Linked DNA regions of Sus scrofa: regions 2 and 3 are each linked to region 1. Evidence: chromatin contacts called from public HiChIP or PLAC-seq data. All regions are on one chromosome and are shown on one strand. Each heading gives the region's core, a stretch centred on a gene start, on an enhancer-like site or on the middle of the called end of the contact. The rest is flanking DNA. Distances are from core to core; before and after follow the strand shown.

Region 1 (3,583 bases), core at 717-3,216:
ACCAATTAATAGTTAAATTTTAAAAAACTATTCCCCAATCAAATTATTTGTAAATAAAAACTTAATTTAAAAGCCAGGCAGAAAAAGCCAGAAAATAAAGGCCTGTTTGGTTTGTCAACTGCTTTAAATGTTTTACCAAAAATACACTAGCTTACTAGTTAATGTTTTCTTGCCATATACCGAGATTTCTCAAACTATAAAATCTTTTAAAATACTCTTTGAGGTTTTTTTTTTAAATAAAAATCAAGCTGCTCAAAAGCAAATCTTGATCATCACATACACAAAGCTGTCTATTTCCACGTCTCCCAAGAAGCTGAAAGTCCTCTTAAGCAGAGGGTGGTTAACAGCCACCTAATTTCAGTTCAAGGTAGTAAGTGGTTTCCAGTATTGACAGGTTTATATTATGATCAGCAATACCAGCTACTTCACACCAGAAGACTGGTTTGCAAAGCACTAAGAGGATGAAGAAGGCAACCTCTAAAGATTAAATGATATCATCACTGTCCATTATACACACAAGACCTTCTATCTTCCTATATCCAAAATGTGACTATGTGATAACTGCTCCCCTCTTAATTAAGCTAAAGCCTGCACTGCAGCTTTATGTCTCAGGAAAGGAAATATTCCTCCTACCCTTTCTCAATTTAGATTTGCAAGTTATATTTCTACATTTTCAAAAATACGAACGACACACAGACTAGTTGGGAGGAGCCCCTAGCGGAGTTAATTACAGCACTTTCCAGATCGTAGTTAGCAACTGACAGTTTCACACGCCAAACTGTACCGTCATCTCCAAAAAGACCTTTTGTTTGCAAATGCAGCGCAGTTTCTCTAAGCTTGGTGTGCAAGTTAGAGTGACTGTTCTATTTTGAAGGGATGAGGGGACTGTCGAAGAGAAAGGGGACTGGGCGATAAGGGAAAGAAACAAGCCAATGATTCGAGCTCCCTAATTGTAGGGAAATCATTTCTTGCTTCTATCTTCTCACCCCCACCCAAAAAAACCCACACACTTCAAGTCAGCTCTCTGGACCCATAAACACAAAAGGGCTGGAGCCCTGCAATCGTATCTGCGCAACAAGAGCAGGGAACCAGCTCCGCGGGTAGGGAACAATAGGGACTCCCCCAAAAAGGCCCCAAAGAGAAACCCTTAAGTCAGAAGGCCTGTTCTTTTCTCCAAGAATCCGGGGCTCCAAGATCACCGCCTTGTTATTGACCTACACGGCCTTACTCAGATCAAACAGCCGGTCCTCTTCCAAACCAAGCTCTCCCGACACCGCATATCCCTGCCGCCCCCTATAGGGCCGCCTTTTACCCAGTAACCTCCACCATCTCCCTAAGTCCTTGCTGCCTCCTACGGTCCCACCTTCCCTCATCTTCTACAAAACTCCTCTGCGAACTTCGCCCGCTCCTTCTCCAGACCCTGTCGCGCACCACATTGCTCCATCCTACTCCTCCCGGGCGCCCCCACCCCACACAGCTGCCGCCCGCCACCCGCCTTCCTCCCCAGGGCCCGGCCAGGCCTCAGGCCTCCACCTCAGACCCCCTTTCAGAGCTGCCGGGGGGCTACCCGCAGCCTCGGCGTCAACGCCGACCTCCACCCCCCCGCCTCACCCCACTTCCCGCGGCTCGAGCCCGAGTCCTACCACCGAGGCCACTCCCGCTCGGCACCCCCGGTCCTTTATTGTTGACTCGAAGCTCCCAAAATGGCGGCCGCTCCTTCCTCCTCGGAAACCTCCGCCCGCCCCCACCCGGCCCCTCGCTTCGGCCTCCTCCCGCCCCGCCCCCGCTCAGCTGCCAGGGCTGCACTGCCGACCAGCCAGCGCCTGCCCGCTCCCGGGGCCGTCCAGCCCTACCTCCGCCGCTGCCCGCGCTCAAGGCGCCGTCGAAGCCGCCGCCCGGACTGAGCTAACTCGGCTCCCCCGCTCCCTGCCCCCCTCCTCCCTGCGTTCTCCGCATGGCGGCCGCTGCGGCTCCTCCTCCGCGCAAGATGGCGAGACTCCGGCCGCCGCCGCAGCTGTGTCGGCCGCGGCGTCTCAGTCTGTCCTGCTTCGCGACAGGACAAATCCTGGCCAGGGAACCTACCCGAGGAGAAAATGAAGGCCTGTGCTTTCCTACGGATCCGGGACTCACGGGGCCCCGGTGGAGGGGAAGTCGGAAGGGAAATACGGCTCCCTTTCTGAAGGGAAAGGAGGGCTGCTCTTTCTACAGCTGAGGAGAAATGATAGGGGAATGGTCGCTGGGAAGGGTCCCCCTAGAGTGGAAATCGGGAGCGTGGGACCTGAGGAGGATCTGCTTTTTCCTGACCAAAGACCGGGTAGCGGCTCGGGGACGGGAGAGCTGACCTGACATCTCCCGCGGGCGAAGGAGGCTGCTGCAGGACCGAGGGGTCGCGTCCGAGCCCCTCCGGCCTCCATCCAGGAACACGCGGAACCAGTAGTCTGGAGGCGCCAGCGCGCGCCGGGGTTTGGGCACCGGAAGGGGGGCCAGCCGGGACCGGTGCAGCGGGGAGAACCCCGGGGAGCGCGCGGGGCTGGGGACAGGGGGCGCTGTGTCAGGGCAAGCGGGGGGTGGGGGAGACTGTAGAGGCGGATCTGGCGCGGGGGTGTTGGGATGCTGAGTAGCCAAGGTGCGACCACGGCCGGAACCCGGAGAGCGAGCCTCAGGAAAGAGAATGGGACACTGGGGCAGCGATCCTCCTCGCTCTGCTCCAAAGAGCAATTCTCAGAGAGGGAACCAGGGAGGCCTAGCCTCTCCCAAAGGAAAGAAACACTGAGTCAGTTATTATAGGAATAAGAGCTCTGCACATAAATGGGGAACCAGAAGACCGAAGGCGACTCCCTTTCCAGATTGACCCTCATCAGAAAGATAATTATGTATTTATACCCATAAATATTTTTCACATCTGAATGTCTCCGTTTATCCTTAACAAAAATAACAGGAATGGACTCTTGTTCCAGGTAAAACAAGAACTGGAAGCTAGAACGTTTAAGTTAGGTCCAGGGAAAATATAAACCTGGGTCTCACCCAGCTGAGAGACAATATACAGGGCAATGACCAAACCATGTGTTGACGACCCTCAACTTCTGCTTCCAGTAGCACGAGAGGCGAAACCACAGCCTCTGCAGTGACGGAAGGGGCAAAAAACTTCGTCGTTGACTGCCAGCTTCCCGAATTTTTGCCCCTGCTCCCAACTCGGGACCAATCAGAGAAAGCCAAATATATTCCCTCAAACCAATCACTTAAGATGCCCAGTTTCTAGTTAGCCCGCCTCCAGCTACCCCGTGTTAACAACCTCCAATCAGAGCATACCCTGAAGCTTTACCGCCGCCCCCTGCCCTTTTTTTTTAATTTAATTTTTTTTTTTTTTTTTTTTTTTTTTTTTAAACTGCCGGCCTCTAAGTCTACCAAACTAAGAGAAGGCGGCTGGCTCCCTTGTTACAGCAAGCTTTGAATGAATAGCCTGTTCTCATTGGTGGTCTTCGTTTATTTTATTTCCACACAGCCTAAGGAAAGGTGGTAGAGAAGTGTGAAAAAGCTGTTCTTGAGATTTTTTAATTCCCTTTAATTTGTTCATCTAAATTTG
Region 2 (3,347 bases), core at 113-2,612, 71 kb after region 1:
GCAGGGATGTTGGGGTGGGTGGGGCTGGAAGAATGGAGAGTACGCAGGAAACACCAGGGCAGCTTCCTCCTCAAGGTTTCAGGACCAGAAGTGCAAAGAGCTCTGGCCCCATGTCCCGAAATTCTTCCTCCTTGACAGCTGTTGCTAAAGGCAGAGAGTGGAAAGAAAGTTCTTGCCAGTAAAAAAGAGGCTGGAAACGCTTTGAGTTGTTGAAACCTAAGAAAGATGTATCTGTTAGGGGTGATGAGAGGGAGAAAAGGGGAAGACGCCTAAGGAGGCAGAGGAGAAGAAGGGCACTAGGAAAGGCAGGGTCCCACGAAGGGCAGCTTGGCTGGAAATGGAGGCTGAAGTGGGCAGAGGAGCGGCGCGCGTCCTGTGCGGGTGCCTTGGCATGTGCAGCATGGTTTCTGTATCAGTGCGGACCTCTCCTGGATGAAAAAGCACGAAGATGAGGCTTGGAGGGCAAGTTGATCGATATCTACAAAAGAGCTTCTTAAAGGTAAGGTTCCACGGGCAGGGCAGAGCGGAGGGAAAGGAAAAGCTTCCGTGAGCCTGTAAGAGTGGCAGCCTGGAGGGCAGAGGAAACACTGAATATGGAGTCAGGAGGCTTGAGTTCAAGTCCCGGCCCTGCCGCTGGTTGGCTGTGGGTCTCTCCCCTGCTCTGGGCCTCAGGGTCCTCCCATGTCAACGTCTGTTTAGCTGGGTCGTCTGTGATATTAATAATTTACATGCAAACCTAGTTCCTTCACGATTTTTTCAGTCAGAAAATGACTCTTCAGGGACTATGTTTTGCGCTGGGTGATTTGGGTAATTTCATTTTGTCTTCCAGTAATCCTTCAGGGTTGCTCCCTTTGAACACTCCTAACCTATCTCCTCTGACCTTGAGCTGGAAGGAAAGGGGTCTGGCCCCTGTTTGGGTAAAAGGATGGAGGCAAGCAGGGTGTCCCAGTCTGCCTGGAACTGAGGGGTTTCCCAGGACAAGGGACTTTCAGTCCTGGGCACCCTGGATGCTGGGTGGCCCTCGTGGTGAGAAAGATGTCGGTTTGGAGGCAGCTTGGAGGAGAGGGCCTGGAAGAGCTCGCCTCCTCTTCCCTTTCTGGGTGGAGTTCCCCACGAAGCCCCCTACCCATGTGGTTTTGATTACAAGGTGCACCTCCCTGGCAGGAGGCTGGTAGAGCTACAGGGAGGAGAAGCGAGGGGTGCCTTCAAACCTGTCACAAGCCCATTTGAGACAACTACTGCCAGGAAAGAAGATGAAATGCTTGACTAGCATTGATGCTGTGGGGATTTTCCCTTTTTCTTCAAAAAAAAAAAAAAAAAAAAAAAAAAAACAGAAAAGACCCAGTGGAAAAAAAAAAAAAGTGATGAGTTGTGAGACAGGCCCTGGGTCCTAAGCAGCCCCAGGAGACAGCGCGCAGTTCATTTGTTTAAATTTGCAGCTGACGGCTGCCACCTCTCTATAGGGACCAGGCAGAGAAGCTCTCAACATCAGGCACTGGCCAGACCGGTGACGGACAGCTACAAACCATGAACTACCCCCTAACCCTGGACATGGAATTCACGAACTACAACCTGGAGAACCTGGTGAGTAGGGACAGATAGCTCCTGGTCACCTGGGCCAGGCCCTACTTGGAATTCTAAATATCCTGTGCCCAGGGCCCAAGGCGGAGGGGATGGCCCAAGAGTCCCCTCCCGCTGTGGATCGGCAGAGTCTGGACAGGCCCCTGGGTGCTTGCCTTATAAAGTTTGATTGCTCATTCCATGAAGGAAGCAGATAAGTAGAGCCGTTGCCTTAGTACCCTTTGGAGAGGGGTGGAATGATGGGTTCAGGTCCTGCCTCCTCTCTGACCTGCTCTGTGTCCTAGAACAAGTCACTTTGCCTCCCCATTCTTCCATGGGACCCTCTCCCTCGTCTCTTAGGGCTGGAATAAGGAGGAGACGGGGAAGCGCTTTAGAGCTTTTCTCAACCTCAGGAGGCTGGCGTTGCGAGTCGCCCAGTGCATATTTATTCATCTCTTGCTTTATGAGTCGATCACTGCAGCATGACATTGTAACTTGGATAGAGAAGTTGAGAGCCTGGTCTTGGCCCTCAAACAGCTGACGGGCTAGCCAAGAAGAAACCACGTACGCACTCTTGGACAATGATTATGTGCTGAACCGAGGCAGTGTGGGACCAGGTGGTCAGCAAGAGAGGAGCCCATGGGCTGGGGTCAGGAGGCCAGGGAGCCAGGCTGGTATCAGCTGGTGGAAGAACTCTGTGTTTGTCCTAGAAAGGTCCTAGAGCATGGTGTGACCTCCCTCGGGGGACTGGGCTCTCTAGAGACAAGGTATTCTTGGGTGGGCTAAGAAAATGGTCCCCAGCATCATTCTCTGCCACCCATCCAAGGAAGCAGAGTAGCACAGCTGACTTGGTTGTCACTGGGTCCCCAAAAAATATAGAGAGAGACCACTCAACCAAAAACCCGAGGGTCCTGTGTGGGGGCAGCAGGCTACCGTTTGTAAGAATCTTTTGGAAACTTCTTTGTGGTTCCTTTCCCCCCACGGCCAAGGGTACCTCTAGGGAGAGAGCTTCTCTCTGAGCCGCATTCTAGGCTAGATCACGAAGGATCCAAACCCAAGGATATAGGTCTCTCCTATACCCACCTGCTCTCCGGACCCTAACCTCGCCCTCTGGTCCCTGACTCCCTGGCTGGAGTCTACACTGTAACTTCGCCCACCGTGTTCCCAGACTTGCTTGGATCTCACTTGCCAAGATCCCAAGGCTCAGAAGTATAAGTCGAACATGGGGAGGTGGGAGGCAAAGCAAATTCCCCAAAGTCTGGCCTCTCGGATCCAATCCGCTGTTAAAAGCAGAGCGCCAGACCCGTCAGTCTGATCAGATCTGCTGCCTCATTGGTGGGACCCACAGCAAAATGAACATGCAGGTTCCCTATTAAGAATTTCAAGAGAGCAACAACCAAGCACCTGACCCCAGCACTGGGCTCTTCGAGGTGGAGGACGCTGCGTGACGGGACTGGTCGCACTCACAGAAATCCGGCCCTGAGTCTAATCAGACTAAAGCCCCACAGCCTGACAAGGCGTTGTGCCTCCACCCTGGCCCCCAGTCCTGGCCCCTGGCCTCACCTGGTTAGGTTACTGGGTATCTTTCCCTGCCCCCAGCTTCAAGCTGACCACGAGCCCTGACCCAGTTGGCTATCACAGGAACCAACTCAAGACCTGGCTGGTTCTGGATTCTGAGAAACCTCAAGAGTTCCTCTAACTGCACACCTCACTCCACACATGACCTACTAGAGACAGCCAGTGGGGCTAGCAGGGGCAGGGGGACAGCGGGCCATGTCCCATATACC
Region 3 (3,799 bases), core at 174-2,673, 110 kb after region 1:
TCTGGACCAAGGCAGGGGCTGCCTCCCCTTAGCAGTGCAGAGACACCTCCAAGGAACTCTGTGACTGCCCCACCCCACCCCCAGCCAAGCCCACATCACATAGAATCCTTGGCAGGGGTGACTCCTCCAGTCACAGCCCCTGCAGGTCCTAGACAGTGCTTGGGGACAGAGGGTGACCCCCAGCAATCCCCATTCCTAATGCACCTCCTTCTGGAGGCTCCCATGAGCCAGGAGAGGAGTGCTGGGGTGCTGAGACCCAAGGGGTTGGTGAGCCTGGAAGGGGGACTACATCTCCCAGAAGCCCCCAGGGCAGGGTTGCTGCTCCAGCTGGCCCAAGGCCGGCCTTGTTCTCTGCGCTAGGGTGGCAGGGTCCCCTGACTGCCCCTAATCCCTCCCGTCTGTGTTCTGGGGTTGCCAACCTGATTGGGGGCCCAAGAGTAGCCTCCACTAACCCTGGGAGCAACCCTCCCTCAAACAGCCTGGGGGTGCATGCCAGAGGGCAAGGGACAATCAGCCAGTGTTCCCCCCTCCCCAATTCGAAGTGGATCTCCCTTCTCACGCCTCTGCTGGCCTGGCATGACTTTCGCCCTCGGCCCCAGCCCACCCCTCACCTCGCGCGGGTCGGGGGTCCTCACGCCAGGCCGGAGCTGGACGCCATGACCAGGTCAGGGTCGGTGGGTGGATTGGGGTCCTCCTGCTCGCCAGTTGGAGGTGCGGAGGGGGGCAGGCAGGCAGTGATCTTTTGATCCTGGACGCCTTGATCTCAGTACCAGCACGGCCCGGGAGTGGGTATCCGGGGGTCGCTGGGCGCCTGGGTTCCTGCCTCCCAACCGCGGAGCATGGTCGTGGGCGCCCGGCAGCGGCGGGAGAACGCGCACAACAGCCCGGCCCGGGGCTCGGGGCTGGGGTCTCGGCCCCGAACCTCACGGCTCCGGCTCCTGCTCCTCCTCCCTTCCTTCCTTCCTTCCTTCCTTCGCCTCCTCCTTTCACTTTCCCCGAGGCCCGCGGGGACGGCGGGCGCGGGGCGGGGAGGGGGCTGTCTGGGCGCTTATTGTTGGTCGGACGCCGAGGGTCCAGGTCGCAGCCCCCGGGCGGCGCGGCGCCGGGGGACCCAGGCGTGCGGGTGTCCGGCCGGCTGGCTCCGGGCGGCGGCGGTGGTGCAGCGGCCCCGAGTCCGGGGCATGTCCGGCCACTGGCTCAGCCGCTCGCCGCCGCCTCCCCGGGCTCCCCTGCGCTGCCGGAGCCTCGCTCGCCCCTCCACTCGGCTCCGCTCCCCAGCCTGAATAAGCATCGGGGCTCTCTGGCTGCCTCCTTCTGCCTTCATACCAGAGCCCGGAGAGGCCCCTGTCAAAATAAGAGCTCCCCCATCTCGCTCGCCTCCTCGCCCAACCCGGCTCCCCCAGCCTCCCAGTGGTCTGACTCGGTAAGGCGCCCGGCCGGCTTGCGGGAGGCAGGTTGGCCCGGGGGCGGGGAGGGGGCGTCTATCTCTCTCTCCTCCCCATTCCCGAGGACTGGGGAGGAGGCGCGCTAACATCTCAGGCTAGGGAGAGGTTTGACAAACACACCCTCCTATCTACACTGATTGGAAGGAGTGGGAGTTGCCTAGACTCCCCCAACCCCCAACACACACACACACACACACACACACACACACACAACTGGGTCCCTCTCGGTTGTACCCACCCACATTCATTATGCACTGAGCATCTCTTTATTCATCTCTCTTTCCTAGTAGACCATGAGGTCCTTGAGGATGTAGACTAAATTTTTTCATCTCAATCCTCAGCATCACAAAGTGGATGCTAAGAAAATGTTTGTAGAAGTAAAACCATTGTTCTCTCAAAAGAGCTCTCTCCTAACCTCAAAGTGCTACACACACACACACACACACACACACACACACACACACACAAGGAGACCCTATAGGTGAGTAGGTGCAGTGAAAAAGAAATTGTCAGGCACTATTTTAAAGCATTTCACATATGTTATTTCAACGTGTGCCACAAACCTGTGAGAAAGATGTTATGGCCCCATAATACTGATGAGGAAACAGAGGCTTGCATTAGTTAAGGACTTCCTCAGGGTTACACAGCTAGAAAGTGGTAAGCCCAGGACTAGAGTTTGGGTGTCCTTACCCCAAGGCACTTTCCCTGTATCCCACTGCCCCCTGCACCCAAAATACCAACAAGTAACAAGCATTGCTGGCTTCAGAAATGAAGGGCACTAGCAAGCTCCCTTGTTCTTGCTATTTGTTTCCTCTGATCTGTCCCCTGCCCCTCCTCACAGACGCCCCCAGATGGCTCTAGCCCTCACTGACCTCCGTCTCTTTTGATCATCTATTACATCTGTGCTACCCAACCGAGTACCTACTTGTATGTTTTATCTTGTTTCTCCTGTGTGTATATCTGGTTACCCCCAAAAACTCTTGGGGCCCCAAACCATACCTCCTAAGCTTCTTTATTCCCCACAGCACACGAGTGCTGGGCTCATAGTAGGGATTCAGTAAACATACACTTGATAGGTTGATGGTGCTCACAGCTGGGTACTGGGCAAGCTCTGGGGAGGCACAGCTGGAAAAGAGGGAGAAATCCTGAAAGAAGATAACATAACAACCCCTGTGGGTGCCTAACATGGAAGTTTACAAAGCATTTTTATACACACTAACTCTTGGTCATCATTTGAGCCAATGAGCGAAACTTCCCCAAGTGCCTACTATGTCAAGACCAAGCATCGTTAGGGATTGGACCATCACAACCCTATGAGATAGGTGTTATTCTCACTTAAAACTTGAAGTTCCCGTCGTGGCTCAGTGGTTAACGAATCTGGCTAGGAACCATGAGGTTTCAGGTTTGATCCCTAGCCTTGCTCAGTGGGTTAAGGATCCAGTGTTGCCATGAGCTGTGGTGTAGGTCGCAGACGCGGGTCAGATCCCGCGTGGCTGTAGCTCCAATTCGACCCCTAGCCTGGGAGCCTCCATATGCCATGTGTGCGGCCCTAGATAAGACAAAAAAAAAAAAAAAAAAAAAACCCAAAAAACTGAATCCCAGAGAGGCTGAGCTCTGGTTTGAAAGTTCCCAGAGCCTAGGATGGTACCTGACCCATGGAAAGAGGCCTTAATCTCATCTCCCCTCTCCAGGGTCCTGTGGGAATAAGATAGGCCACAAGATAACATTTGAGCCACATTTCTCAAAAAAGGATGCTTGTCAGGTCCACCCAATTACGTGGATCAGTTTCCCATTACATACATGATGAGCCACATGGGCTTGTGATGGTCCATTTGGCACAATGCCCGGTTCATGGTTCATAGCAGGTCCAGAAAACAATGTTTGTAGGAGTGAGTGATGGCTCTGTTGCAAGGGGTCTGTTAAATGTGGTACACAGTAAGTTCAAAGTGTGGTCGGCGGCATGTCCGGTGGGGGAGCAGCCATGTAGAACACTCGTCTGGGTGGGGCTGTGACTCATTCCCCCATCGTGGGTTCCAGGTTGGGATGCGGAGCCCCAGCCCTGGGAAGCCACGAGTTCTGGGTGGAACCCTGGAGTTATTGAGGAGAGGAGAATGGCTGGTGGCCCATTGCTGGAATCGAGTAGCTCCCTCTACTGGCGAACTCGGGGAATCGCCTGTGTTTTCGTGTATCTGTGTGTCACTGTGTCACGAGGAGTGTCACAGGTGTGTCAGCGAGTATTGGTGGAAGTTTGGGCATGGGTATAGTTGTGCGAATGTGCCAGCAGTGTGAGTGTTCCAGCGTTACGCGGACCTGCTTCTAGGACCACAGGGTGTACACACACAACCACTTTTTGT

The links. HiChIP or PLAC-seq counts read pairs in DNA pulled down with a chosen protein or histone mark.
Region 2: an H3K27ac HiChIP or PLAC-seq map of skeletal muscle shows a contact between it and region 1. The contact joins the promoter of CXCR5 here to the promoter of DDX6 in region 1. A contact is called at or near these places in 3 of 5 promoter capture datasets (fetal liver, fetal skeletal muscle and liver), 14 of 47 Hi-C or Micro-C datasets (alveolar macrophages, blood, embryonic fibroblasts and 5 more) and 2 of 2 datasets of contacts at active chromatin or transcription factors (alveolar macrophages and skeletal muscle).
Region 3: a contact with region 1 is called in an H3K27ac HiChIP or PLAC-seq map of skeletal muscle. The contact joins the promoter of BCL9L here to the promoter of DDX6 in region 1. A contact is called at or near these places in 5 of 5 promoter capture datasets (fetal liver, fetal skeletal muscle, liver and 1 more), 12 of 47 Hi-C or Micro-C datasets (brain, embryonic fibroblasts, fetal heart ventricle and 8 more) and 2 of 2 datasets of contacts at active chromatin or transcription factors (alveolar macrophages and skeletal muscle).

What each region holds. Positions count from the first base shown.
Region 1 is chr9:46,061,291-46,064,873 of Sscrofa11.1, forward strand. DDX6 (probable ATP-dependent RNA helicase DDX6) reads right to left here and starts at 1,967. Exons shown (of 13, transcript XM_021062947.1): 1 at 1,854-1,967. LOC106504894 (proline-rich receptor-like protein kinase PERK2) reads left to right here. Exons shown (of 2, transcript XM_013979478.1): 2 at 1,300-2,097. The coding sequence ends at 2,097.
Region 2 is chr9:46,132,881-46,136,227 of Sscrofa11.1, forward strand. CXCR5 (C-X-C chemokine receptor type 5) reads left to right here and starts at 1,363. Exons shown (of 2, transcript XM_003129915.4): 1 at 1,363-1,584. The coding sequence starts at 1,528. LOC110255440 (a long non-coding RNA gene) reads right to left here and starts at 1,321. Exons shown (of 3, transcript XR_002335670.1): 1 at 1-1,321.
Region 3 is chr9:46,173,629-46,177,427 of Sscrofa11.1, forward strand. It overlaps BCL9L (B-cell CLL/lymphoma 9-like protein), which reads right to left and starts at 1,424. Exons shown (of 11, transcript XM_013979456.2): 1 at 612-1,424. LOC110255441 (a long non-coding RNA gene) reads left to right here and starts at 3,526. Exons shown (of 3, transcript XR_002335671.1): 1 at 3,526-3,799.